Regions from separate parts of the Mus musculus genome. Here all the other regions are linked to region 1. The links are chromatin contacts, called in public ChIA-PET, HiChIP or PLAC-seq and promoter capture Hi-C maps. All regions are on one chromosome and are shown on one strand. Each heading gives the region's core, a stretch centred on a gene start, on an enhancer-like site or on the middle of the called end of the contact. The rest is flanking DNA. Distances are from core to core; before and after follow the strand shown. Region 1 holds the start of Ubxn4 (UBX domain protein 4). Region 2 overlaps Zranb3 (zinc finger, RAN-binding domain containing 3). Region 3 overlaps Acmsd (amino carboxymuconate semialdehyde decarboxylase). Region 4 overlaps Ccnt2 (cyclin T2). Region 5 overlaps Zranb3 (zinc finger, RAN-binding domain containing 3).

What was found. Promoter capture Hi-C pulls out the DNA fragments that hold promoters and counts their contacts. ChIA-PET counts read pairs in DNA pulled down with a chosen protein or histone mark. HiChIP or PLAC-seq counts read pairs in DNA pulled down with a chosen protein or histone mark.
Region 2: an RNA polymerase II ChIA-PET map of memory CD8 T cells shows a contact between it and region 1, with 21 read pairs. The contact joins the enhancer-like site here to the promoter of Ubxn4 in region 1. A contact is called at or near these places in 7 of 39 promoter capture datasets (the C10 cell line, the HPC-7 cell line, embryonic stem cells and 4 more), 1 of 484 Hi-C or Micro-C datasets (bone marrow-derived macrophages), 7 of 115 datasets of contacts at active chromatin or transcription factors (bone marrow-derived macrophages, embryonic midbrain, embryonic stem cells and 2 more) and 4 of 9 other capture datasets (adipose tissue, embryonic stem cells, liver and 1 more).
Region 3: a contact with region 1 is called in a promoter capture Hi-C map of liver, with 2.0 times the contacts expected there. The contact joins the enhancer-like site here to the promoter of Ubxn4 in region 1. A contact is called at or near these places in 6 of 39 promoter capture datasets (the C10 cell line, the HPC-7 cell line, liver and 2 more) and 2 of 9 other capture datasets (adipose tissue and liver).
Region 4: a promoter capture Hi-C map of embryonic stem cells shows a contact between it and region 1, with 4 times the contacts expected there. The contact joins the enhancer-like site here to the promoter of Ubxn4 in region 1. A contact is called at or near these places in 18 of 39 promoter capture datasets (3T3-L1-derived adipocytes, the C10 cell line, the HPC-7 cell line and 12 more), 1 of 484 Hi-C or Micro-C datasets (bone marrow-derived macrophages), 13 of 115 datasets of contacts at active chromatin or transcription factors (the SCID.adh cell line, bone marrow-derived macrophages, embryonic basal ganglia and 9 more) and 3 of 9 other capture datasets (adipose tissue, liver and pancreatic islet).
Region 5: a contact with region 1 is called in a FOXA1 HiChIP or PLAC-seq map of pancreatic cancer cells. The contact joins the enhancer-like site here to the promoter of Ubxn4 in region 1. A contact is called at or near these places in 7 of 39 promoter capture datasets (3T3-L1-derived adipocytes, the C10 cell line, cranial neural crest and 3 more), 1 of 15 datasets of contacts at CTCF or cohesin (the NIH/3T3 cell line), 6 of 115 datasets of contacts at active chromatin or transcription factors (bone marrow-derived macrophages, embryonic stem cells, memory CD8 T cells and 1 more) and 3 of 9 other capture datasets (embryonic stem cells, liver and pancreatic islet).

The regions. Positions count from the first base shown.
Region 1 is chr1:128,242,709-128,245,408 of GRCm38.p6, forward strand. Ubxn4 (UBX domain protein 4) reads left to right here and starts at 1,429. Exons shown (of 13, transcript NM_026390.3): 1 at 1,429-1,844. The coding sequence starts at 1,763. It overlaps Gm41949 (a long non-coding RNA gene), which reads left to right and starts at 1,851. Exons shown (of 2, transcript XR_878509.3): 1 at 1,851-1,934; 2 at 2,055-2,700.
Region 2 is chr1:127,952,674-127,955,373 of GRCm38.p6, forward strand. Zranb3 (zinc finger, RAN-binding domain containing 3) reads right to left here. Exons shown (of 21, transcript NM_027678.3): 21 at 1,506-2,392. The coding sequence ends at 2,294. Among named protein-coding and RNA genes, the nearest start is that of Gm28800, 6.8 kb to the right of the region's middle. Within about 2 kb of position 1,423, at least 10 of the 459 cell types and tissues checked have an H3K27ac peak or open chromatin away from gene starts, as enhancers often do. A contact at or near this core is called in memory CD8 T cells, where this site is marked.
Region 3 is chr1:127,754,557-127,757,256 of GRCm38.p6, forward strand. All of the region lies in intron 6 of Acmsd (amino carboxymuconate semialdehyde decarboxylase), which reads left to right. All of the region lies in intron 1 of 2900009J06Rik (RIKEN cDNA 2900009J06 gene), which reads right to left. Among named protein-coding and RNA genes, the nearest start is that of 2900009J06Rik, 18 kb to the right of the region's middle. Within about 2 kb of position 1,380, at least 36 of the 459 cell types and tissues checked have an H3K27ac peak or open chromatin away from gene starts, as enhancers often do. A contact at or near this core is called in the HPC-7 cell line and liver, where this site is marked.
Region 4 is chr1:127,801,936-127,804,635 of GRCm38.p6, forward strand. Ccnt2 (cyclin T2) reads left to right here. Exons shown (of 9, transcript NM_028399.1): 9 at 227-2,700. The coding sequence ends at 1,624. Among named protein-coding and RNA genes, the nearest start is that of Ccnt2, 29 kb to the left of the region's middle. Within about 2 kb of position 1,261, at least 10 of the 459 cell types and tissues checked have an H3K27ac peak or open chromatin away from gene starts, as enhancers often do. A contact at or near this core is called in embryonic stem cells, where this site is marked.
Region 5 is chr1:127,974,670-127,977,369 of GRCm38.p6, forward strand. Zranb3 (zinc finger, RAN-binding domain containing 3) reads right to left here. Exons shown (of 21, transcript NM_027678.3): 13 at 1,470-1,875. Among named protein-coding and RNA genes, the nearest start is that of Gm28800, 15 kb to the left of the region's middle. Within about 2 kb of position 1,257, at least 88 of the 459 cell types and tissues checked have an H3K27ac peak or open chromatin away from gene starts, as enhancers often do. A contact at or near this core is called in the NIH/3T3 cell line, bone marrow-derived macrophages and pancreatic cancer cells, where this site is marked.

The sequences.
Region 1 (2,700 bases), core at 179-2,678:
CGAACTGGGGTAGCTGTTTCCACGTCCTGCCACTAATGCTGCTTTGTATTAGTCACTTGTATCTGCCTTCGAAGCAGAAAAGGGATATCAAAGTAGTTAAATATATATATATATTTGAAGGAAGATAGGAGAAATTGGCCAATTTAAGCCAGATTAGATTATATTAAAGGCAGGTTTTTGGGAAACCGCTCTCGGTCGGCGAGTTCACTGGCCCCAAGGATCAAGGCCAAGGAAGTTGCCACCAGGGAGAGGGGAGCAGCTAGTGGAGGAAGATATATAGTAAGAGAGAAGGGGGGGGAGTGGGAATGGGCAAGGAGAGAGAGAGAGAGAGAGAGAGAGAGAGAGAGAGAGAGATCTGGACTGGGAAGTTCAAAGTTGGAGGCAGGGTATGGACTGAGGGATGCTGGGAGAACCTGGAGGCCAGGTCTGCTTTGGTGTGGAAAATATGCACCTCAGTCCCTTGTCCCCAAGTCCGAAACCAAACACTAGAAACTTGTGCAAATGTTTTTTCTTCCATTTTGATTTCGTATGCATCCATAAACCTTACATAGTTATTAATTTATTTTCTTACTGGCCTATACACAAGTTGATTCTACTCCATTTAGACTTTCTTTACTCTATCACTCAAGGAAACAACAGAAATATTTTCTTTACATGATATTCATACAAGTTAAGTACAGCCAGCCAAGATGGTACACGCTGGATGGTACAGGTAGGAGGATTGTCTTCACAGAATTAAAAATAAATAAGTTTTTTCAATAGCATAGCATAGTGGCTGAAGGTTTTACAATGTGATCCAGTTAGTAAATGCACATTATAGCCAAAAGCCAGCATTCTGCCACTTCGCTTACCCTTCAGATAAGGGGCCTATGTGGTACTGCGGGGTGGGAGGCGGGCGAGGAGGAACACTGTTGTACCTCTAGCCGGTCTTTTTCTTTTGTTTGTTTGGGGTTTTTGGTAAGTTGGTTGGTTGGTTTTTGTTTGTTTGTTTGTTTGTTTGTTATTCAGGGTCTCTGTACAAATCCTGACAGTCCGCGGAACTCACCTTGTAGACTAAGCTGTCCATCTCATACAGGCAGGCAGGCCTCTGCTTTCGGATTGCTGGGATTAAATGCGTGGTTTGCCACGCCCCTCTGAATCCCATCTTTTTCACAGGGTCAAATTAAATAAAAACCAAAGGCTTCGGGTCAAGCCCCGTAAAGCTTGTTTATTTGTGGAGCAGATTGCTTGCAGAAGTCAGAGGGTGACAGCAACTCGATACCTAGCATTTACTCTTACAGCGTTGATGTGCTCACTATGCTCACTCTCGCCATGCTTTGAGCCCACAGTTTACCTTTCCGCAAATTAACAAGCCTCGGAAGACTACAATTCCCAGGAAGCCTCACTGCAGGCGACGTCAACGTGCCGTAGCGGTTAGTCATCCTTCCTGATACTTCCTTCCACTTCCTGGAGTCGGAACCCGAGGCTTCGCGGGGGCGCGCACTTACGGACTTACCTAGCCGACCAGGCACCGGGGCGCGCGACCCCTGACGAGGAGTGTCGTCGTCACGTGACACAGGGGCGTACTTTTCTTGCCAAGCGCGCTCCGGTGCGCGTCCCCAGGGGGTGGCTGTCGGGCGTACGGGCTGGCTGGGTCCTCAGACCGGGGCCCGGATTAGCCGGTGGTTGCCGGGGCCACGAGGCCAAAGAACCAGGAGGGCGGGGTCGGCTGTGGCACCGCGGCGACGACACACCGAGCGAGCGCCTGGGCCTGAAGGGGACGATGCTGTGGTTCCAGGGCGCCATCCCGGCGGCCATCGCGTCTGCTAAGAGGAGCGGCGCGGTCTTCGTGGTGTTCGTGGCAGGTGACTGGGGAGAGGGCCCGAGAACGGTGGCGCTTTGATCTTGTTCTGGATTCTCGTTAGCGTCGAGTGAGCTAGGCAGGAGGAGCTAAGGTGGGCCGGGCTCAGACAGCCTAAGACCCTGTCGCCCAGTCCACTCGGTCTCTTCGGGGCCGCTCGTCTCCTGTCCGGGCCAGTACAGCTTTTTTTTTTTTTTTTTTTTTTTTTTATAAGGCTCCAGGCTTGCTCCGCTGCGGGGCCGACCCAGACGCCAAGCCTCTCCAGGCCGCGGGCGGGCCCAGTGCCACTTGGTGCTTCTGGGGTCTGTTGGGGACTCCGGCGTGACCTGTCTGCATCTGTGTGGGAAGCGCGTCCAGGCCCTGTCCCCAATCACTGAACCCTGCGAGGAGTCGCGCCCTGCAGGCCTTGGCAATCGGGTTGTCGCAGGCAGACCCCCCCCCCCAAGACCCCCAGCCCTGGTGTTCCCCTTCTTGGTCCTCTGGGATCTCCTCTTCTGGCAGCTTGGACCTTTTAATTCTTGGTGTGCGGGTGTGGTTGGGACAGGCCACTAGGCAGACAACTGGGTCTAGAAAGTTGTGAGCTGTCAAGAAAGCTGTGTCATCGGTAAGCCACAAAGAAACCACCTGATGTCTTAGAATGTTCCCGAAACATAAACTTGAGCTCACAGATGGTACTCTTTTATCATAGTACTCAGAGGGAACTGAGGTGCAATAATTACTTTATTACAAGTTGACCTTTTTTTTTTTTAACTTTTAACATAGTTTTTAAAGTACATACTCAGTCCTGATTCTTCCTCTCTTCTAACCTAAAATGTAGTTTTCCAGACATGTGCCAACTCATTTACCCCATATTGCTCTAA
Region 2 (2,700 bases), core at 173-2,672, 290 kb before region 1:
GAATGGTACTATCATCATGGAGTCAGTTGTGCTAAGGTCTGGGGGGCCTGTTACAAAACAATCAGGCATAACTGACATCTAAGAACTCTCTCCTGAGAATTCCCACTACAGTGAATGAGGAGCAAGCCCCACTGACTGACCTACTTACACCAAAGTCTGCCAAGAAGACCACATGCTGGAGGGGAGGGGCCGTGGGCTGGGCCTGCATTTCTTGCCTGCGAACCATGATGATTGGTTACTGGAAATAAGGTGGAAAATTGCAAAAAGGCAGGTGTGCAGAGCAGGAAAGAGGCCAGACAGTGCAGGATCTGCTTTATAAGAGAGACAGCTCCACCTGACGTCACGCAATAGGTCAGTTATAGACTTGATGACACTCTGCAAGGATAGCTCACAGTGCATAAGGCTTCTACAAATAAGGTGTGACCTGGTAGCTGCTAACTAACATTAAGCATTTGACGTGGTTTGCATCCCAGTGTACACACATGGGCGCCTCTGGGGATGGAATTCCTCCTTGGATCTGAGAGTGATGCTTTTTTGATTGTCACTCTTCCTGCAGGGGACGTTGCTGGAATGGCTTCGCCCTTTCCTGTCATTATCCCTATTTTCTTTTTAAAAGGTTACTTAAATATTTTTTTCAAATTTATTATATTCATCTTTGTATGGGTGTTTTGCCTGCATGTGTAGCTATGGATAATTCGTGTGCTAGTGTCCAAGGCCAGAAGAGGGACAGTTCTGAGCTTCCACGTGGGTCCTGGGACCCAAACCCTGGCGCTTGAGAAGGACAGTTCGTGCTCTTCCCACCGAGCCACCTCTCCAGTCCATCATTAGCACGTGTCTCATTAATGTTACCATTGGGTTTGACCTACATTTAACCTTCTGGTTGTTTTTATGTGGTGAATTTTATCACTATTAGTCTTGTGTGTATGTGTGTATGGAGAACATGCACATGGAGGCCAGATGTCACTAAACCAGAAGCTTACCTCTTCCCTGGACCGTTGGCCTGGGAGCCCCAGGGATCCTTCTGTTTCTGGCTACTCGGTGCTGGGGTCACAGGTGCCACCACACCTAGGTTTTCACACAGGTTCTGTGGCTCAGACTTAAGCTATTATGCTGTGTGGCCAGCAGCTCATCAACTGAGCCACCTCCCAACCCCACTGTCACTTTATTGTGGAAACGGGGTCTTACCACATGGCCTTGCCTGACCTAGAACTCACTCTGTAGACCAGGCTGGCCCCAGACTCATAAAGATCCGCCTGCCTCTGCCTCCTGAATGCTGGAACTAAAGGCGTGCGCCACCACGATTTGTTGGCCATCCTTCTTTTTAAGAGGTAACAGAAATAAACCTAATAAAATAGGATATGGAGAAGGAGAGATGGTCCCGTGGTTAGCAACTCAGTCTGCAGCATCTGTCAGAGCTGCTGTGTGGCAGGCCTGGGAGCTACACCACCTCTGTGGGCAACTGCGCATCTCCCCCGGCCCCACAGGGATACACGTACCCATAATTTAAAAATATTTTTAAAAAATTACAAGGTTTATTGAAAGAACAGAACAAAACAAATCACTACCAGGATTTTAAAACCAGGAAACGAGGACCAGGAGACAAAATCTGTTTTGACAATTAGCCTGATTTTATACATTAAAAACAAAACAAACCATGACAGGAAACAAGGGAGCAAACAGGAAAACAGAAGCGAGGCTGTGCGGCACTGTGGTCTCTCACTTGTTCTCATGGTTACTCAGAGCACAGCAGTTGTACACAGACACCATGTGAGCTTACAATCAGTTCATTAACAAAAGCATCTCTTCAATGAAGAGGACTGGCCCAGAAATCAAGCAAGGAGGCTGCACCCCAAACATGCGCCTGAGCTGTAATCATTCCTTACTAATCATGGCTTGTCTCCAAAATGTCCCTGATTGTTCTGGAATGTTCCCTTTATACTACACAGTCCAGAAGCAATGGTGATCAAGAGCTGTCAGGTTTGCGTGAATATATTTGTCCCACACTATCCATGCCCAATGCAGTGATTAAGGTGTAGAAGGGGAAAAAAAGCGGAACAAAATCTTGCTGAAACATAATTGACAATCTTCATGAGTCAGGAAGACCCCAGAATCTTCCCATCATCCCTCAGTTTCTGTTAAGTATGTAACACTAAGAGAGCTTAGCAAAAATCTAAATTTCAGTTATTGACTTATATTTAAAAACTTCCTATTCTTAAAATACTAGACATACATGAAGATGAATTGTGACAACTGCTTCTGCCTGCAGGCCATCTGCTTCTGTTTATATCTCGCCTTACTTCTTCACCAGAAACCGGGTGATGTCTGATCCGTGCTTTGTTGCCAGAGAGAGTCGTCTCACCTGACTTCTTTCCTTGGCTTGCTGGGCAGTTCTCTAGGAGGAAGCAGATACATAGCTTAGGTTAGGGAGAAAGCTTTCTGCTGAAGCCTGGAAAAAGGCACATTATCCATATATGCAGTGCTTACCCACAGGAAATGTCCTGAGAGCCTAGGTTTACCAGTCTCAGTTATAGGAAAACATTCTTTTGGGGCAGAGACTGAAGGAATGACCATCTAGAGACTGCTCCACCTGGGGATCCATCCCATAAACAACCACCAAAACCAGACACTATTGCAGATGCCAAGAAGAGCTTGCTGACAGGAGCCTGGTATAGCTCTCTCCTGAGAGGCTCTGCCAGTGCC
Region 3 (2,700 bases), core at 130-2,629, 490 kb before region 1:
CCCTTCCCCCTGAGGGACCAGCTATATGATGGATTTAGTATAGAATAGAGTTTATTTAGGGCTTGGGAAGGGGAGTTGAGAAGGGAGTAGAGACAGACAGACAGACAGACAGACAGACAGACAGAGATAGAGAGGAGGAGGAAAGAAGAGACCGGCCAGGAACGTGTGGAGGGGGGAGAGGGAAGAGGAGAGAGGGAGAAAGGGGTCGGAGAGAAAGTGGGCAGAGAGAGTAAGAGAGCCAGAAGAGGGCAGCCTCTTTTACAGTTAGTCAAGCCTATTTGGCTAATGACAGGAAACTGTTGGACAGAGTCTAGAAGGAATGTAACACACACACACACACACACACACACACACACACGGGTGAAGAGCTATCATTCAACTGCTTAGTAGAAAGCTGACTCACAAAGAACCAGAAGGAAATGGTATTGTCTATCACCCTGTCTATCAGAAGCTCTGCTGGAAAAAACACCCTTCTGTGGATACAATCCACCATGCTCTTGGAATTCCCAGGAGGCCTGGAAGCTAGGCAAACCTGTGCTTGGAGAGCAGTGAGGGGCAGAAGGAGTCTACAGTGAGGTCCTCACTGACAATCTAGTCTCTAGCTCTGGATTCCCAACTAGCTCCTGGGGGTTAAAGCATGAGACATGAACCAACTGCTGCTTCTAGGAGTAGGAAACACTTAAAGTAATTCACATCCACCCAATAATTTTTCAGTCTTAGCTCCCAAGAGGTAGCAGAAACTTGACGGGATTAACAGTAACATTACATTAACATTTAGTGAGCTATACCTAGGCACCAGATACTCTCACAGAACCCTCAAAATAACCCATTGCCAGAAGCCAACCATCACTACTGTGTAAACTGATACCATGTCCACTCCAAGGTGTAGTTGAGGGAAGGGTTTTATTATAGATGTGAGAGAGAGAACAATGTAGATGTGAATTCAGGTAGCTATGAGCCAGAGGCATCTGGAAGAATCCAGAACAGAGAAAGTAACAGACTAAACATAGCTAGCATACTGGATTTAGCCATGAGAGGAGAAGGCAATATAGGGGAGAGCGAAAGATGAAGACAAAGAGAAGGAAAATGAGAGGCTAAGACTAAGCAGCAATAGAATGAGAATGAGAAGCCAGGGAGGGGAGCTTCTAAGCTGAAGAAGGACCAGAGTAAGAGGCAGAAGGGGAAGAGCCAGGATGCCTGCAAGGACTCTGAAATGTGTAACAGGTACCTGTGATACTGAGAGATCTGGGGGCACTCTGGTATGCTAATGGCTACCACAGATAGCCCTTTGTCCCTTCTGCCAATGGTAGAGGAGAGCCCGGCTTCACAGTTTCCTGAGGAATGTTGACTTTTGTCTAACTGGCAGAATTTGAACCCGGCAATCTCCCTAAGCTCACAGATGAGGAAATTTAGAGAGCTGACTAATATTTGCTGACTGCCTCCAAGGTGAAGTCATAACCAGGAGCTTTACTAATGTCATTATTTACAAAACTGCACAAAAGTCCTACAAGACAGGAAGGAACGTCCTCTGGTGATACAACACAGGCTGGGACCAAACAATTTCCTCAAGGCCAAGAGGCAGAAAATGGCGAGAGCTGTCTATCCTGCCCAGAAGCCTAACTCCACACATCCAAAACTGAAAGGAGAGAGGCTGGGGACTTAGCTCCGGGGTAGAGTGCTTGCCTAGCAAGCACAAGGACCTGGGTTTGATCCTTAATATTGAAAAGAAAACTGAAGGCAAATAAATGTCACTGGAGAGTCAGGGCCAGGCCAGATGCTTCCAGCTTCTTGGGCTCTTATCCAAGGAGCTGAAAGTAAGAACTCATATAGATTTGCAAAATAACTCTATTAGGAGTGAAGGGCTACCACATGACAGTAAGTATTAGCTCATGTTTATTTTCTTGCTGTGAGTGAGGCTGCATTGAAACCACGGAACTGGACTGATCCATAGTGCCTGGAAAGAAAAGGTTAATTATAAATTTGAAGCTGGCATGTAACAATCTCTAGGGTAGTAGAGAATATTCAGGGGTATTTTGGGGGGTCCAAAGCTGCTGTGGCTACCTCTCAGGAGACAGGGAGGAGGGACTACTAACTGGCAACTGCCAGTGCTATCTCTTAGGAGCAGAGAGAAAAAGAGTGGGCGGGAGGGGGGTGATAAGGGAGTGGCCAGTTTTAAAGGGAGCATGGTAGCTGCAAGGTTAAGGGGATGAAGAACTTGTAAGCTGGAAAGGCCTGGGAGCTTAGGGCCAGAAGAGCCCAGAGGCTTTGAAACTCGCCATAGCTACAAGCTAAAAAGGACTAAAGGGGCCTGGAGGTCAGTGTAGGTTTTGATAGTAACTAGATGCCTCAGTTGCCTGAGATTGAAAGAAATAAGGGAACTAGCTCTTTGAGCCAGAGAGAAATATAGGCTCTGAGCGAGCAATGGGGGCTTTTATCTGTTTACCCAAGATCCTTCTTCATCAGCCTGAACCGAGCCTAGACTCATCTTGAGACAAGTGGCACTGCCTTTTGGGGTTTGGGACCTAACACTTACTGCTAATGTCCCTTCCCATAATGCATTTTATTTTAATTATGTACCTGCCCATCTTAAGATGACAAATAGAGGATTCTCCCTAATAGGTTACTAAATGCCACAGTTTTGTATATGTACTTCAAACCAGTTCAGGCCAGATAGGTCCTTCTGTTCTTCCTAGCTGGATA
Region 4 (2,700 bases), core at 11-2,510, 440 kb before region 1:
GAGGCTAAAGCCTACACAAGTTACTGTCTCAATTCCTGGGTTAGGATAGAACTGTATATCTATTTCTCCAACCATAGAGCCTTCTTCCCCTGCATTCATTTATTGCCATAGAACTTGGAATTCAGGTAGATTTGTTTCCATGAACTTCCTTTAGAGTTTTACAAGCAAAGACATTTGTGTTAAATCCCTTTGCTGTCATTGTTTCTTCTATTTTTCATTTAACTAGGCTATGGCTAAGAAACCAAAAGTAGATGGACAAGTATCAGAGACACCACTGCTTGGTTCATCTTTGGTCCAGAATTCTATTTTAGTAGATAGTGTCACTGGTGTACCTGCCAACCCAAGCTTTCAGAAACCATCAACATCAACGTTCCCTGCTCCAATACCTCTAAATTCAGGAAGTACTTCTGTTCAAGATAGCCGTGCATCTGATAATTTATCAGTGCTAGCAGCAGGAATGCCCAGTACCTCATACAGTTTGTCATCACACCAAGAGTGGCCCCAGCATCCAGATTCAGCCAGGACAGACCCAGTGTACACACAGAAACAGGAGGCCACTCTCTCTGGGAGCCAGTACATAAGCTTCCAGCAGGGACCTTCAATGGCACTGCATTCTGGATTACATCACAGGCCGGACAAAGTTGCTGATCATTCATCAGCTAAGCAAGAATATACTCACAAAGCTGGGAGCAGTAAACACCATGGTCCCATACCTGCTACTCCTGGAATGCTTCCTCAGAAAATGTCTTTAGATAAGTACAGAGAGAAGCGGAAGCTGGAAACCCTTGACGTGGACACAAGGGATCACTATCTAGCTGCCCATGCAGAACAGCAGCACAAGCATGGGCCGGCTCAGGCAGTCACGGGCACTTCTGTCACTTCTCCCATCAAGATGAAGCTCCCCCTCACCAACTCGGACAGGCCTGAGAAACACGTGGCAGAGAAAAAGGAGAGGAGTGGATCACTGAAGCTCCGCATTCCCATCCCCCCGCCTGACAAAGGTCCCAGCAAAGAGGAGCTGAAGATGAAAATCAAAGTGGCATCCTCGGAAAGACACAGCTCTTCTGATGAAGGCAGTGGGAAGAGCAAGCACTCAAGCCCACACATCAGCAGAGACCACAAGGAGAAGCACAAGGAGCACCCTGCCAACCGCCACCACAGCAGCCACAAGTATTTGCACATGCACAGTGGAGGCAGTAAGCACACAGCGGATGGAATGCCTCCCACGGTGCTCAGGAGTCCTGTGGGCCTGGGCCCTGAAGGCGTCTCCTCCGCCTCCAGTGCAAGGAAGAAGCTGCATAGCAGCGAAGCCTCCCACAACCACCACTCCAAAATGAGCAAAAGTTCCAAAAGTGCAGGTAGTTCATCTAGTTCTTCCTCTGTTAAGCAGTATCTATCCTCTCACAGCTCTGTTTTTAACCATCCCTTACCCCCTCCTCCCCCTGTCACATACCAGGTGGGCTACGGACATCTCAGCACCCTCGTGAAACTGGACAAGAAACCAGTGGAGCCCCACGGTCCTGAGGCCAATCACGAGTACAGTACAAGCAGCCAGCATATGGACTACAAAGACACATTCGACATGCTGGACTCGCTGCTAAGTGCCCAAGGAATGAATATGTAACCTTTGTTTAGGTCAACTTTTCCTTGCCTTTTTAATTTAAAAATGGTTGGAATGGAAAACGCCCTCCTGGTCCGGCGGTGGTGCCACTGCTTCCATATTTGTAAGTGCTGCTTTGTTCTTCATTCTGAAAGAAGAGATGATAGTAAACAAGCCTATCTCCACATACGATAGTGTTACCAGGACTGTAACCGCATGGAAGATGCAGCTGAGAACATTAGGATGAATGGCTGGCTGCTGCTAGGAGCCTAAGCTGCTTCAAGCTTCTCTTATTTATGATTTGAATATTGTAGCTGTTTTTTGTTGTTGCTTGGCTTTGAATGAGTGTCAGTTGTTTTCTTTTGTGTATTTATACTTGTATGTATGGTTTGCATGTCTCAGTGATAAAGGGATAAAACAGTATACTGACAGCTGTTTACAAGAAAGTGGAGAAAAATGTACATACATTTTTGTATGTTTAGATATTACCATAAATACTCAGGATTGGAGCTGCTTGTAAGAATAACAATATACAGAATAACTTTATTTTCTCTCGTCAGAGTCCATCACTAATCTAAAACACAAGTGGCACTTTTTTTATGTTAACCTTAATTAAACTCTAGGCCTTACTGGAAGCCGCTGAGGGGACACTTCACTACTAGACGGGAATGTGGTGCCATGGGTGGTCCTTAACACTGGGAAGCACTCAGTTTGCCTTCAGAGGTCCTGACCAGATTGGCTGCAGAATCAGCCGTTGATTTCTGAAGGCTTGAAGAGGAAAACACAATAAAGTTTACATACTCTTGATGTGAAGTGCATTTAAATGTTTGTTGGCTTGTTGCAGTGCTGTAGAAAGCAGCTAATAATTGGTGTGAGGATGACTGTGACTTTGCTCACAGCAGCTCCCAGTGAAGATGAGTCCATTTCTTCAGGAACGCTGACACTACAGATTCTAAGAGTGAACAGGGGTCACTTTTCCTTTAGCATTGCAGTGACACCATAGTCTTGAATATACTCTTCCCATGGAGAGAGAGAGTGAGTGTGTATGTGAGAGAGAGTGTGAGTGTGTGGGTATGGGTGTGAGGGAGAGATACCATATT
Region 5 (2,700 bases), core at 7-2,506, 270 kb before region 1:
ATATTATCATTCAGTGTATACTATGCCCTATTGATTTCAAAGCAGCTTTCACAAACTGCAGCAACCATATGGCTCCTTTAATGCTTTTGGATTCTACTGTTTCTTCAAGAGTTTTAAGAAAGCAATATTAAAATTTTAATTAGTATTCATTCTGCCCTTTAATACCTTGTGGGTACAAACAAATCAAGGTACCAGCTCATTATGCCAATTGTAATAATGTAAACCTGAGCACTGTCGTGTTGAAACGCACTGTTACTTGAAACTCTTATCTTTTCCCTAAGCAGGCTACTTCACGCTCACAACTGGAGTTTATTTCTTCAGGTTTCTTGGCAGGCTGCTTATTCAATCATAGGTCTAGAAACTTTCACTGTTGTTCCTAGCATCAAAAGGGAAAATGAGAACTATCAAACACATAATAAACTAGGATTTTTTTTTTTCCTAAGCTAGTCACTTTCTACTCTTGCTGTGAGCTAACTTTACAAGTTGCTTTATTTTGATTGCACCAGCTGGGATTGCAGGGGGTCATGTTAACTGTGGCAAGGACATCACATGGAGAGAGTGTGTGGTTCTAGTTTTGTTTCAGAGAACAGGTGCCCACATAACAAATACAGCTACCCAGACGGCCACTTGTCAATTTTGATAGAGCTCTCAGAAGTGAGAGAGGAAAGACTCAGGTTCTGTATTCCTTCGGATTAACACTGAGAGGAGGAGGGGTGGGGAAACTATAACATTAGAGTCTCTTAGTTCTGTCCTGGTTAGAGCCTGCTGTTAGAAGAATGAATATAGAGGAGAACCACTGTGAACAACTATACCATTGTTAAAATAACCTATTTCTAGTTTCCAGAACTGTCAATGTGGCATTTTTTCATTGCCATAAAAATATTCTCTGGAACTGAAAACAGTGAGAATACTAATATTTCTGATATTTTTCTGTTACATTGTATTTATTCTGCATGCATGTATTGGTTAGATTCTTTTAATAAGACCTGAAGAAGAGCTTATGAGTTGTCAAGGAAGAAATATGGCACAATGAATACTGAGCAGGCCAAGTAGTTACAAAATGATTCTATTTAAATATAAAAACCATCTCATTTCCTTAAAAAACAAGAATATCTACTTCTTTCATAACAGCAGGTCTGTGATGGGCAGCACATTTGCTACCATAGCAACAAGGCTTCTCCTGCCCACTGAGCTCACATCCTGTTGACATTATTCAGAAATGCCCATTTGTGCCAAGTTAATGCCAAGCCAGTGGCACTCAGAATATATATTCTTGACAGAACCAGGAGTCATTCACATTCCACAGGGGATGAATCGACAGTCTTTACTCAGGGAACTTCTTATTCGATTTTAAGGGCTGTAGGCCCTGCTGAGTCATGAGGCACTTCTGTAACATTACTACCCAAAGGCTTGGGTGGTCTTTAGGGCACCCTCCCTGCCAGCCTCATCCCCACCTTCCGTACACTCACCAGCTCTGCTCCGAGGGTTCTCACACATCTCACAGTATGGAAGGCCTGGGTTGTTGAGGAATGTGCAGAAGCCACACTGCCATCCCTTCTCAGGAAGGGCTGGAGAAGCCAATGGGGGCTTGACCTCATGGACAACTTCCATGGATGTGGCTCTGGCTTGCAAGGACGGTCCTTCCTCCAGGGCACTGCTGTGGTCCTCGGTGCTCAGGGACTTCAACCTTTTAGCTTCAGGCTCACACCCATTTTTGTCAGCAGTGCTATCACTTGTAGCCATTTTTCTAGGGTCCGAGGCCACTGTAATCTTCTCCTTGAATGCCTCTGGGTCATCACAGGTCGTTTCTAACTGTCTCTTTTTCAGTTTTGGTAAGAAGAATGATCGAATATCATGCTGTTTCTCTTTTTCAAACTGAAATCAGCCAACAGTTATGAAATGGGGAAACAACTGTTCTTCCTAAATGAAAGAACTTAGCATTTTCATTAACCAGACTGACTGGAAATGAATCCAATTATAGTGTCACTCTTCATAAATACACATAACTCAGTGGAATGAACACAGTCATGCACTGAATGGATATAGCCACATACTTCCTATGTGTCTTTGCTTAGCACGTACTGTGTGCTGAACTCATTCAACCCTTATGCTAGCCCCGTGAAGGAGGCTTCGGGTGAGGAAATTAGATAGAGAAGTTATAAAATAGAAATATACTTTATACACTATCTTCCTTAGATGTGCATCTGGTAAAAAGGGGAATTGCATATGTAGAAATTTTAGCAAATAAAATAGTATTTTAAGTCAAAAACCTAGAAAAATACTTCCATGGCCAAATTGTAAACACATTGTATATAAACTACATGACACTCATATTAAAACATTATACTGACCAGGAAACATTTTTCAAATAGCATTAAAATATTTATTCTGACTACTACATGCATATGCATACACATGAATGTGCACTCCCACATGTATTTCACATACCCGCAAACATACAAACACACAGACACAAAGCACACTGACACCCACAAATGAAAAAAGAAAAGCTTTCCTTTGTTTTTAAGGGTTTCATTAACTTCTAACTTAGTATTCTAAAACTTCATAATTACGTACATCTATCTGTGTCTATATAATCTATAAGTATATGCCTCAAAATTCTACTTGCACTCAGGATACTCTATGCCACGTGAATAACATTTTTCCTCTTGTACATTTTCATGATTTCTTTGATAATTT